2 separate regions of the Mus musculus genome follow, and region 2 is linked to region 1. The links are chromatin contacts, called in public Hi-C maps. All regions are on one chromosome and are shown on one strand. The core of a region is the stretch at or near the end of the contact, and the rest is flanking DNA. Distances in the headings are between cores, read along the strand shown. Region 1 holds the start of Cdv3 (carnitine deficiency-associated gene expressed in ventricle 3). Region 2 holds the start of Rbm15b (RNA binding motif protein 15B).

Evidence for each region. Hi-C and Micro-C count contacts between places; a contact is called where the count stands out from the background.
Region 2: a Hi-C map of CD4 T cells shows a contact between it and region 1, with 6 times the contacts expected there. The contact joins the promoter of Rbm15b here to the promoter of Cdv3 in region 1. A contact is called at or near these places in 2 of 484 Hi-C or Micro-C datasets (CD4 T cells and muscle stem cells).

What each region holds. Positions count from the first base shown.
Region 1 is chr9:103,362,518-103,368,050 of GRCm38.p6, reverse strand. Cdv3 (carnitine deficiency-associated gene expressed in ventricle 3) reads left to right here and starts at 2,271. Exons shown (of 5, transcript NM_175565.3): 1 at 2,271-2,997; 2 at 4,000-4,076. The coding sequence starts at 2,683.
Region 2 is chr9:106,884,211-106,889,743 of GRCm38.p6, reverse strand. Rbm15b (RNA binding motif protein 15B) reads left to right here and starts at 2,669. Exons shown (of 1, transcript NM_175402.5): 1 at 2,669-5,533. The coding sequence starts at 2,777. The coding sequence ends at 5,440. Manf (mesencephalic astrocyte-derived neurotrophic factor) reads left to right here. Exons shown (of 4, transcript NM_029103.4): 4 at 519-991. The coding sequence ends at 703.

The DNA.
Region 1 (5,533 bases), core at 1,022-3,521:
TGGCTCACAGTAAATCCAGGCTTAGGGGTTCAGATGTACAGTCACATCCATGTACTGATGCATGCACATAAAATAAAGATAAATACATCTTTTTGGAAAGGAGAAAAATGGGTGGGGTGTTCAACTGATAAAATAGTTGCAGGATACAGGAAACAGCTTTGTAGACAGTGGTGGGATTTAACCTCAGCAGAGGGAGGCAAAGGCAGGAAGATCTCTGAGTTCAAGGCCAGACAGGGCTACACAGGGTGACTCTATCCTAAAAACAAATGAAAGGAAACAGAAACAAAATGAGAGAGAAAGGAGAAAGAGAGAGAGAATTGGAAGTGGAGATTCAAGACCATCCTTGGCTCTGTGTTCAAGGTTAATTTAGGATACTTTAGACACTGTCTTAAAATGAGGGGGGTGGGGAGCAGGAAAGGGCAGAAAAAGAAGGAAAGAGGAAAGAAGACAAGGAAGGTAAAAAGAAAGTTTGCTAAGAGATGTTAAGCAAAGCTGGTGGCACTGGGCAGTGCTGAACTTGGACAATACCACAGGAAGATATGTGGTGTCACAAAAGGAAGTCACCTAGGAACCATCCTGGGCTGGGGGAAGAGAACAAATATGTCTGCTTATTAGCCAGGTGTGGTGGCGCACACCTTCAATTTCAGCACTTAGGAGGCCCAGGCAGGTGAATCTCTGAGTTTGAGGTCATCTCCGTCTTCAGAGCCAGTTCCAAGGCAGCCAGGACTACATAGTGAAACCTGTCTCAAAAAACAAAACAAAAGAAAGGTCTTCTTATTGTTGGCTACAGCCATAGAGCCTTCATTTATCCATCGATATGTTCAGAATGTAGGTCTTCAATAGCCACAACTAGGGAAGGACTTGTAAGGAAAGACAGGAGGGAACAGGTGTGGAAAGACATCCCTCCATTTACTAGCTGGGTCCTATCTTTCCCCCAAGGCTACAGACATAGGACTTAGCCATTTCCTCAGTGGTTGTCACAGCTTTCTCCTCTACCCTTTAGAGGAAGCAGAAGTTTAATGCATACCCAGACCACACGTCTCATAGAGAAACACACATTTGATTCTCCAAGGCCCCAAAGTCAAGTCAGGTGGAAACAAGGATATTTTTTATCCCCTTCTCTGTCCTAAGATCCAGCATAGGAGCCAAAGTTAAACTGTAGCAATCACTCAAACTCAAGTCAGAGCAGGAGCAATTCTAGGTGCAATTGTGTAACTAAAAACAAGGAAACTCCAACATCTGTATTGGGTCATTCATTCTTTAGCTGGTAGAGAGCCTCTCTAGCAAGAATGGAAACCCCTAGTATCGCTAACATAGGCACAAAAGTGCATGCCTGAATTCTCAGCACTTGGGATGGTGGAGGCTGGAAGGTCAGAAACACATTATCTTTTCTATGTATGGCGTTCAAAGCAGCCTGGGGTAGGTGAGACCCGGTCCCAAAACAAAGCAATCTCCCCCAAGCAAACAAAAAGCTTTCTGGGCTGCAGATGTTTCGGGGATCAAGTATTCACATAGTATGTGCCAATAGGGTGAAGACCCAGGAAAAGGAGGGGTTTTGTGTGTTTTCTTTTTGTGATTCTGTGGACAGACTCTGCGCTGACATGCGCCTGTCGCACGCTACCACCAAAATCACATTCCCAGCCATTCTCCATCTCACAAGAGCTAGCGTTAGAGGGTCAGATTTATTTAGCCTGACCCTGGTAGACACAGCTAGTCAAAATCAGTTCCCTTCCTTTCATGCACTGGCTTATTTAAGATCCTTCCGTAAATGGAACCACGAATACTAATCCAGCGCTCCTCATCAAAAGCATTCCATTCAGAAGAAAAGTAATAGGTGCCCGACCAGAGAGGGTGCGAGTACAGAAAAGCAGGGCAGGAGGACCAAGCTTGAACATAGCTGGCTTAACATGGTCTCTTTCCTTTTCCTGAAAGTTCAAACGCCTACCAGGCCACAGTCCTGGCGAGCAGACGCACGTGTACCCTGCGCATGCGCGCAACCAAGGCACACCCGCCCCCTCCGGCTGGTCTTCTTCAGCCAAGTCACCAACCCTCTAAATGCCCGCCCTCAAGGCAAATTCCCTGGCCAATCGGAGGCAGGAGTCACTAGGGACGTCACTCTCTTTGCCTACACCCGCTTTCTCCCCGCCCCCATACAGGGCACCGCCCCGTAGAAGGAACGGATTGTCACCTAAGCGCTCCGTCCGGGCATCTGATTGGCTCTCCCGGAAGACCCGCCCCCTTCTCATCCCGCCGCCCGCCCCCCTCGGCGCGCCCACAGCGGCGGGCGGAACCGAGCGCGCAGGCGCGGCGCTGCCTCTCTCTGCTGGTGGCCCGCCCTCCCTCCTCCCCTCCCTCCCCTCCCCGTCCCCTCTCCCCCTCCTCAGGCCCGCGCGTCTTCCTCCCGCACGCGCCGTCGTTAGCCGAGCGCTCGCCGGTGCGCGCCTTCCTTGTCCCTCAGGCAGCGGGGCGGGCGCGACCCTGCTCCACGCTCGCGGTTCCCAGCGAGGAACGTACCACCAGAGCACGGGGGGAGCCGGCCGCCCTGCCGCCCGCGCCTCGGCGACCCCGCGGGGCTGAGGCGACGCCGCACCCTGCAGCCTGAGCGCACAGCCGGCCTTGACCCAGAGCTCGGAGCCGCGAGCGCCGCGCCCTCCGCCGGCCCCACCCATCCGGACCGCGGCCATGGCCGAGACCGAGGAGCGGAGCCTGGACAACTTCTTCGCCAAGAGGGACAAGAAGAAGAAGAAGGAACGGAGCAGTCGCGCGGCCAACGCGGCGAGCGGCGCGGGCGGGAGCAGCGCGGCGGCGGGCTCCAGGCCGGGCGATGGCGGGAGCCTGGGCTCCGGTGCCAGGTCGGGCGACGGCGGGAGCTTGGGCTCCGGCTCCAGGTCGGGCGACGGCGGGAGCTCGGGCTCTGGTGCTAGGTCCGGAGACGGCGGGAGCTCGAGGTCCGGAGACGGCGGGAGCGCGGGCCCCGCCGGCAAGGCCATAACGAAGGTGAGGGTCGGGAGGCCGGCGGCCGGCCGCATGTGCCCGCCCCCGCCGGCCCGGGAGGCCACGTGACTCGGGCTTCGCACGTCGGCCCGGCGGGCGGGCGGGCTCGCGGTCCTCGGCCCCCGGGGCTCGTCTGGCCGCCCCCGTCCGCGGCCCTCTGCGCGCCGCGCCCTCTGGGCCACGGGGGTTGGGCCGGTCCCCGGGTGACGTGTGCCCGAGTCCTCGTGGTCCCGCTTGAGCCCCGCTGGGGCCGGATTTCATGTTCTTAAGGTGTTCCGAGGCTCCTCTGTGCCGCCCGGGCCAGCGTGGCTTACTCTCCCAACCACGGCCACGCAGGGCTGGGAATTGAGTTGTGGAATTTCTGTCGCCTTCTCTCCGCCGCTCAGCTCGCCCTGGGCTTGGGTTTAAGTAAAAGCGGCGGCAGAGAGGGCGTTTGGGAATTAGGCACGTCTCCGGATCTTGCAGGAACGGGCTAAACTTTACCGTCCGGCCACTAGCCCCAATTTTTGAGACAAGGTCTCACGGTGTAGCTCTGGTTGGCCTCCAGTTCACAAAGAGCCTCCGGCCTCTGTCTCTGGAGTACTGGGATTAAAGGTCTGTGTCACTGTCTGCAATTTTGTTTTTTTTTTGTTGTTGTTGTTGTTGTTGTTTTTTGTTTTTTTTAAAGATCACATTTATTTGCTTATTTGTGTGCGCGCACTCCTGTGTACGTGTGCGGAGAGGTTAGAGGCCGGGGTAAATTCTCTCTTCCCACCACGTGGGCCTGGAGAGTTAGACTCTCTGGTTCTCGGTGTTGACTGCCGCCGATTCTTAGACCGACTCAAGAATCCTGGCGACCACTGATGGAATTTTTCCGAGTCTGGAATCTGTTTACCAAGATCTCTAATTAATTAATTCGATGTTTCGCGGGTACCTTTACCAGTTTGGGGAATCCCGTTGGCCCTTGATGCCTTTTAGTCTGAAGTGGGCTTACCAAAAACTAATCAGGTGTTGTTTCTTCCATAGGATGAAAATGAGTGGAAAGAATTTGAGCAAAGAGAGGTTGATTACAGCGGATTAAGAGTTCAGGCAATGCAAATAAGGTAGGATGTGATTACACGTGGGATTAGGTAACCTTGTTAAGTAGTGCACGCGTTTACTTTTTTTTTTTTTTAAATGCCCTCTGTGTCATTAAATTAGTTGCCAACTCTAAAATCCTGTGGTTTCCCTATTTGCAGCTATGTGGATTTTTGGCTTGACTAAAATGGATTTTTGTCATTTAAAAATTTTTAACACTTCGTGTTTGAATTTAGGTGGTCTTCCCTACCCCTAGTAGGGCTCCTGTAGTTCACTCGCTGCCCTGAGAACTTACTGTGTGACTCAGGAGAAGAAGGGGCTTGTTTTTTTTTTTTTTTTCCAAAAAAAAATATTTGAAGCGAGTTGCCTGTGTAATACATGTCTGTACTGTCTTCTGGAATTGGAATTACAGCTGTTAGTGTGGGTTCTGTGAGCTGGACCCTGATCTGTGGAAGACCGCTGAGCGACATGTCACCTTGAACTCTTAATTCTAAAGTGTCCACCCAAATGTACCACCAAGCTGTGCAGGAACTTAGTTTTTTCTTTTACTTACTTAGTAAAATTGTTTTCTAGTTCTCTCTGGTAATTGCAGTGTAGGATACTTCCAACATACACGAATTTGCATTGACCATGAAGCCACCTTGAATACCCACTACCCCAGTCAAAAAATTGAACGTTAATAGAGGCTCTTCTGAACCTATCCCCAAAAGTAGCTTACCCTAGCCCTCGTTTGCACAGTTCTTAGCTGTGTATTCCGGACTGAACTTGAGCTGCTGGAATTGCAGGCCTGTGCTACCTGCCATTTCGGGCTCTGAGGTGACTGGTTTTCAAAGTTCAGGAAAACAGTCATTTTCACAGTTGGATTGGTTGATTTAAGAGAACCTACATTGTCACGTTCAATCTGTGGTAGTTCATTTTAGATCTGGTTTTAAAAGTAACATGTTTGGAAAGATTTTTTTTTTAAGTAGAAAGGGTAAGTATTTAAGGTAAGGTTTTTGAAGTTCAAAAGTGAGTAGGGCTCTATTGCCTTAAAATCCTTTACTCATCTTACACAAGCAAAATGATTGGAAATTGTCTTTGGTTTGAAGCTTGCAATTTGTAGAGAATTCCAGTGACCATATGGGACAGTTGTTGAGGAAATAACTTTCTTAACTCTAAATTAATCTTTTAAAATCTAGATTATATATGATCTGAGGTAACTTATTGAAAAGCCAGGTAGTATATTTTAATGTATGGTTAGTGTCTGTACCACCCAGGCATTCATATCCCTAGGTGTTCTCACTTGTGAATTTACCAAATTAAACATTGTTTTTTATAGTAGGGAACTTAGAAGTTATCTCCCTTTTTGGTGTGGCTTTAGTGTTTTGTTTTGCTTTGTTTTTCCTTTTTTAAAGATTTAATTACATATGTATGTCTGGGATGTATATGTACATGTATGTGCATGCAGGTGCCTGTCGAGGCCAGAAGAGAGCGCATCAGTTCC
Region 2 (5,533 bases), core at 1,420-3,919, 3.5 Mb before region 1:
GAGCCCATCTGGTTGCACAGAATCCTAGTCTCGAGAAGAGCTAGGCCTCTCCTATAAAGTTTAAACGATGCCAGTGTTTACTGCACTAATGTTCGGGAATTTTGTACTTGTGTGAATTTGATTTGGTATCCTGGTTGGTTCTGGTGTCGGTTTGTTTGGGTCACGTGGGTTATGGAGTAAGTGTCTGACTCTGGTGCCTCTTGGGGAGGCTAGGGGTGTGTCTGCTCTGCTCAGCCTGGAGCTGTCCTTTGTGCTGGCATGTAGGAAGCCCTCGGGGAACTGGAGCTATGTTCCTTCTCTAAACCACATAGGCTGTCTGCACTGTGTGTCTTATGGTGGCTACTGACAGCCTGAGGTGGCCTTCCTGGTGAAGACTGTCATCTCAATCTTGGGCGCAGTGTGCATTTGTCTTCCCGGCCGCACGTAGGGCTGGACATCCTAAGGATGGTTTGACGTGCAGCACAGTTGGGCCTGCAGCCTCTCCTGCCCAGCCATTTACTCTCCTGCTCTCCCTGCAGACAAGCAGATTGACCTGAGCACAGTGGACCTGAAGAAGCTCCGGGTGAAAGAGCTGAAGAAGATCCTGGACGACTGGGGGGAGATGTGCAAAGGCTGTGCAGAAAAGTCTGACTATATCCGGAAGATAAATGAACTGATGCCTAAATACGCCCCCAAGGCAGCCAGCGCACGGACTGATCTGTAGTCTGCCCAATTCCTGCTGCACCTGAAGGGGAAAAAGCAGTTTATCTGTCTCTTCCCCAAATAACCATTTTGTAATTTATTTTTTAAGCGGGCTCCTGACAATGAGATGTGAACCTAGAGCTTTCCTAGTGATGCTGGCTCTGCAGTTCCCTCTTGCCCATCCCCGAGTGGGGACAATTTCCCCATCCCCAAGTGGGGACAATTTACTTCCTTCTTTGCTGGTTTACTCTAGGACTTCAAAGTTTGTCTGGGATTTTTTTATTAAAAAAAATTGTCTTTGGAGAGTTGAGCTGGCACAGTATTCTGTCCTATAGATTACTGGTTTATCTTTCCAGTCTGAAAAGATCCCTCAGCCTGCCAGTGCTGAGGGCCTGAAACTCCCATAACAGGACTTAAGAGCTTGGGCAGCCAATGTCTTGTGGGTTTGGGCTTCTGGGTGTCTGATACTTCAGCCTGGTGAGGTTAGACTTGACCCCTGACCCCCACCCCCATCCAGTCCAGTAGCAGGGGCTGAAGGTTCTTGAGCTGCTGTTAAGTCTAAAGGACATTTACATTTGGCTCAGCCTATGCAGAAGGAGAACTGTGAGCTGAGTACAGGTGGTCAGACCATAGCGTATCTTTACCCCGCCTGGTACTTAAACTATTCATTCATCGGGGTTCCAGTCTAGCATCAGAACAAGGACCCTTGCTTACCTATATTTTTGGCAAAGTTGGCAGGAATCGGTTTACAAAGAAGCAGTGTGAGCTGGTTGTAGTGGAAGGCCTGAGGGAGTTGTGTGCACTGTGGTTTTCAGTTGCTCCCTTTGCTGGCACTTGTGAACTGTGCCTCAGTGGGGAAACTTTGCTCCTGCTGCCTCCAGAGATAATGAGAAAGGAGCAACTGCTAAGAAGTTATGTTTTCCAAAAGGCTCGTCTTAGCTATCTTCTTGTGTGGTCCCCAAATTCACTTTGCATTCGCAGGGCCTTACATGAAGCCCTCTGCTGTTTCTTCCAAGTTCCTCCTGCACTTTCTCCTCCTGCTGGTTGCTTTCTGCTTATGGGAGGAGGGAAGAGCTGGGTGCGTTCTTCGACATCCTACAGATGCATCAATGATCCAGCAACCGTCTGTGGAGAGCATAAGCCCTAGGGGCCTTTGAGTACTCTTGCCGGTACTTCACCTCATCTCCTGGATGTGGTCAGAACACTGGCCAGCAGTCTGTCAACTTGGCAAGAAGTGATAATGGCATTACCTGCTCTTTACCCTTGGCTCAGCAGCCCCACCTTCCCAGCCTCCTGTCCGCCCAGACACCTACAGCAGAAATTTGGACCCAGTGGCACCAAGATGCCTGTCTGTAGGTTGCAAACGCATTCTAGTTTCTGTACCTGGACCCCGGGGAGGTCTCACCTGTGTCTATCAGGACAGTGCCTGAAGAATTCGAATGCATAAGATGCCTGGATGTGGGTCCTAGGCAGGGTGTAGGCATCCTTGTGTGTCTATTTTCAAGGGGGCCAACTCTGGTCCTAATCAGAAAACTCCATGGAAGGAAATAGAGTTTCTTCAATCTAGTGGCAGGTTGGAGTGGGACGCGCAACACTTGGCTTCGGGCCAAGCGGCCACACCTGCTCCGGTGGGCGTGGCCCCGAGGCGGAAAAAGATAGGCGGACCCGGAGTAGCAAGCAAGCCCTGGAGCACAAAGCGAAAGCGCAGCCGCGGCCTGCCGAGCTCGAGAGGGAATCTGCGCGCGACCCAGGAGCCGGGTGCCTGGGCTCCGGCAGCCACGCGGCGGCGCCAAAGCTCGCAAGACAGGCCGCTTCCTCTGGTTGCCAAGATGTCACGTGGTGCGGGGCCACGGAGCTCCGTGATAGGCAGCGAGCGAAACTCTCGGCCCGCCCACCGCGGTCACGTGTCGCGGCCGGCGCAGCTTGATAACGCAGCGCCGGGCCCCTCGGCGCCGCTCCCGCCCCGCCCCGCCGCCGCCGCCGCGCCGAGTCCTTTTGTCCAAGATGGCGGCGCCGGGGGCGCTGCCTCCTGGGCCGCCGCCGCCGCCGCTCTGAGGGACCCGCGGGCCGCCCGCCCGCCCGCCGAACCGGCGCGATGAAGCGGCAGAGCGAGCGAGACTCCAGCCCGAGCGGGCGTGGCTCGTCATCGTCCGCCAAGCGGCCGCGGGAGCGCGAACGAGAGGCAGAGGCGGGCGGGCGGCGGGCAGCGCACAAGGCCTCCGGCGGTACCAAGCACCCGGTCCCGGCGCGGGCTCGCGACAAGCCCCGCGGCAGCGGCGGAGGCGGCGGGCATCGCGACGGGCGCGCTGCCGGGGATGCGAATCACCGGGCGAGCGGCGGGCGCTCCTCGGGCGCGCCCGGAGGCGGGGGACGCACCGGCAAGGCCTCCGGGGACCCGGGTGCTGGCGGCGCGTCGCCCCGCGCATCTCCACTCCCGCCGCCCCCGCCGCCCCCCGGGGCGGAACCCGCGGGTCCGGGCTCCACCGCGGCTCCGGAGTACAAGACGCTCCTCATCAGCAGCCTGAGCCCCGCGCTGCCGGCCGAGCACTTGGAGGACCGGCTCTTCCACCAGTTCAAGCGGTTCGGGGAGATCAGCCTGCGCCTGTCACACACCCCGGAGCTGGGCCGCGTGGCCTACGTGAACTTCCGGCACCCACAGGACGCGCGGGAGGCTCGCCAGCACGCCTTGGCCCGGCAGCTGCTGCTCTACGATCGCCCGCTCAAGGTGGAGCCGGTGTACCTGCGCGGCGGCGGGAGCAGCCGGCGCAGTAGCAGCAGCAGCGCCGCCGCCTCCACGCCGCCCCCCGGGCCTCCCGCGCCCGCCGACCCCCTGGGCTATCTGCCCCTGCACGGTGGCTACCAGTACAAGCAGCGCTCGCTGTCTCCGGTAGCCGCCCCGCCCCTGCGGGAGCCCCGCGCGCGGCACGCCGCCGCAGCCTTCGCCCTGGATGCTGCTGCCGCGGCGGCCGTGGGACTGTCTCGAGAGCGAGCCCTGGACTATTACGGGCTGTACGACGACCGCGGCCGCCCGTACGGCTACCAGGCCGTGTGCGAGGAGGACCTGATGCCGGAGGATGATCAGAGAGCCACTCGAAACCTCTTCATCGGCAACCTGGACCACAGTGTTTCTGAGGTGGAGCTTCGACGGGCCTTCGAGAAGTACGGCATCATCGAGGAGGTGGTCATCAAGAGGCCTGCCCGCGGCCAGGGTGGTGCCTATGCCTTCCTCAAGTTTCAGAATCTGGACATGGCACACAGGGCGAAGGTGGCTATGTCTGGCCGGGTGATTGGCAGAAACCCCATAAAGATAGGCTACGGCAAGGCTAACCCCACCACCCGCCTCTGGGTGGGTGGTCTCGGACCTAACACCTCGCTGGCGGCCCTGGCCAGGGAATTCGATCGCTTCGGGAGCATTCGGACCATCGATCACGTCAAAGGAGACAGCTTTGCCTACATCCAGTACGAGAGCCTGGACGCAGCCCAGGCTGCCTGTGCTAAAATGAGGGGCTTCCCCTTGGGTGGTCCAGATCGCAGGCTCCGGGTGGATTTTGCCAAAGCCGAGGAGACTCGCTATCCCCAGCAGTACCAGCCCTCACCTCTCCCTGTGCACTATGAGCTGCTCACTGACGGATATACCCGGCATCGGAACTTGGATGCTGACCTTAGGGTGCGGGATAGGACCCCTCCACACCTTCTGTATTCAGACCGAGACCGGACCTTTTTGGAAGGGGACTGGACCAGCCTCAGTAAAAGTTCAGACCGCAGAAACAGCCTGGAGGGCTATAGCCGCTCAGTTCGCAGCCGGAGTGGTGAGCGCTGGGGGGGTGATGGGGACCGGAGCATAGCCAAGCCCTGGGAAGAGAGACGCAAGCGGAGGAGCCTCTCCAGTGACCGTGGGAGGACAACTCACTCCCCTTACGAGGAACGCAGCAGGACCAAGGGTGGGGGGCAGCAGTCTGAGCGAGGCTCAGATCGCACCCCTGAGCGTAGCCGCAAGGAGAACCACTCCAGTGAAGGGACCAAGGAGTCAGGCAGCAACTCCCTCAGCAACAGCAGACATGGTGCTGAGGAGAGGAGCCACCATCACCACCACCATGAGGCTCCAGACTCTTCCCATGGGAAAAAGACTAGAGAGAGTGAACGCAATCATCGGACCACTGAGGCAGAGCCCAAGACTCTTGAAGAGCCAAAACACGAGACCAAAAAGCTAAAGACTCTGTCAGAATATGCCCAGACACTGCAGCTGGGTTGGAATGGGCTTCTGGTGTTGAAAAACAGCTGCTTTCCGACATCTATGCACATCCTTGAGGGGGACCAGGGAGTTATCAGTGGCCTCCTCAAAGACCATCCTTCTGGCAGCAAGCTGACCCAGCTAAAGATTGCCCAGCGCCTTCGACTGGATCAGCCCAAGCTGGACGAGGTCACCCGGCGAATCAAGCAGGGGAGCCCTAATGGCTATGCTGTGCTCCTGGCCATCCAGTCAACCCCCAGCGGGCCTGGCGCCGAGGGCATGCCCGTGGTGGAGCCAGGCCTACAGAGGCGGCTTCTCAGGAACCTAGTCTCCTACTTGAAACAGAAGCAGGCTGCAGGGGTGATCAGCTTGCCGGTGGGTGGGTCTAAGGGCAGAGACAACACAGGCATGCTCTATGCCTTCCCGCCCTGCGACTTTTCACAGCAGTACCTCCAGTCAGCGCTGCGGACATTGGGCAAGTTAGAGGAAGAACACATGGTGATAGTTATAGTAAGGGACACCGCCTAGCCCGCACCTGTGCTTTCCAGCTGTGTTTGTGTCACAGAAGCAGTTATTTTAAAGATCTGCTCCTTCTCCACCTACCTTCTCCCTTGGTTTGAA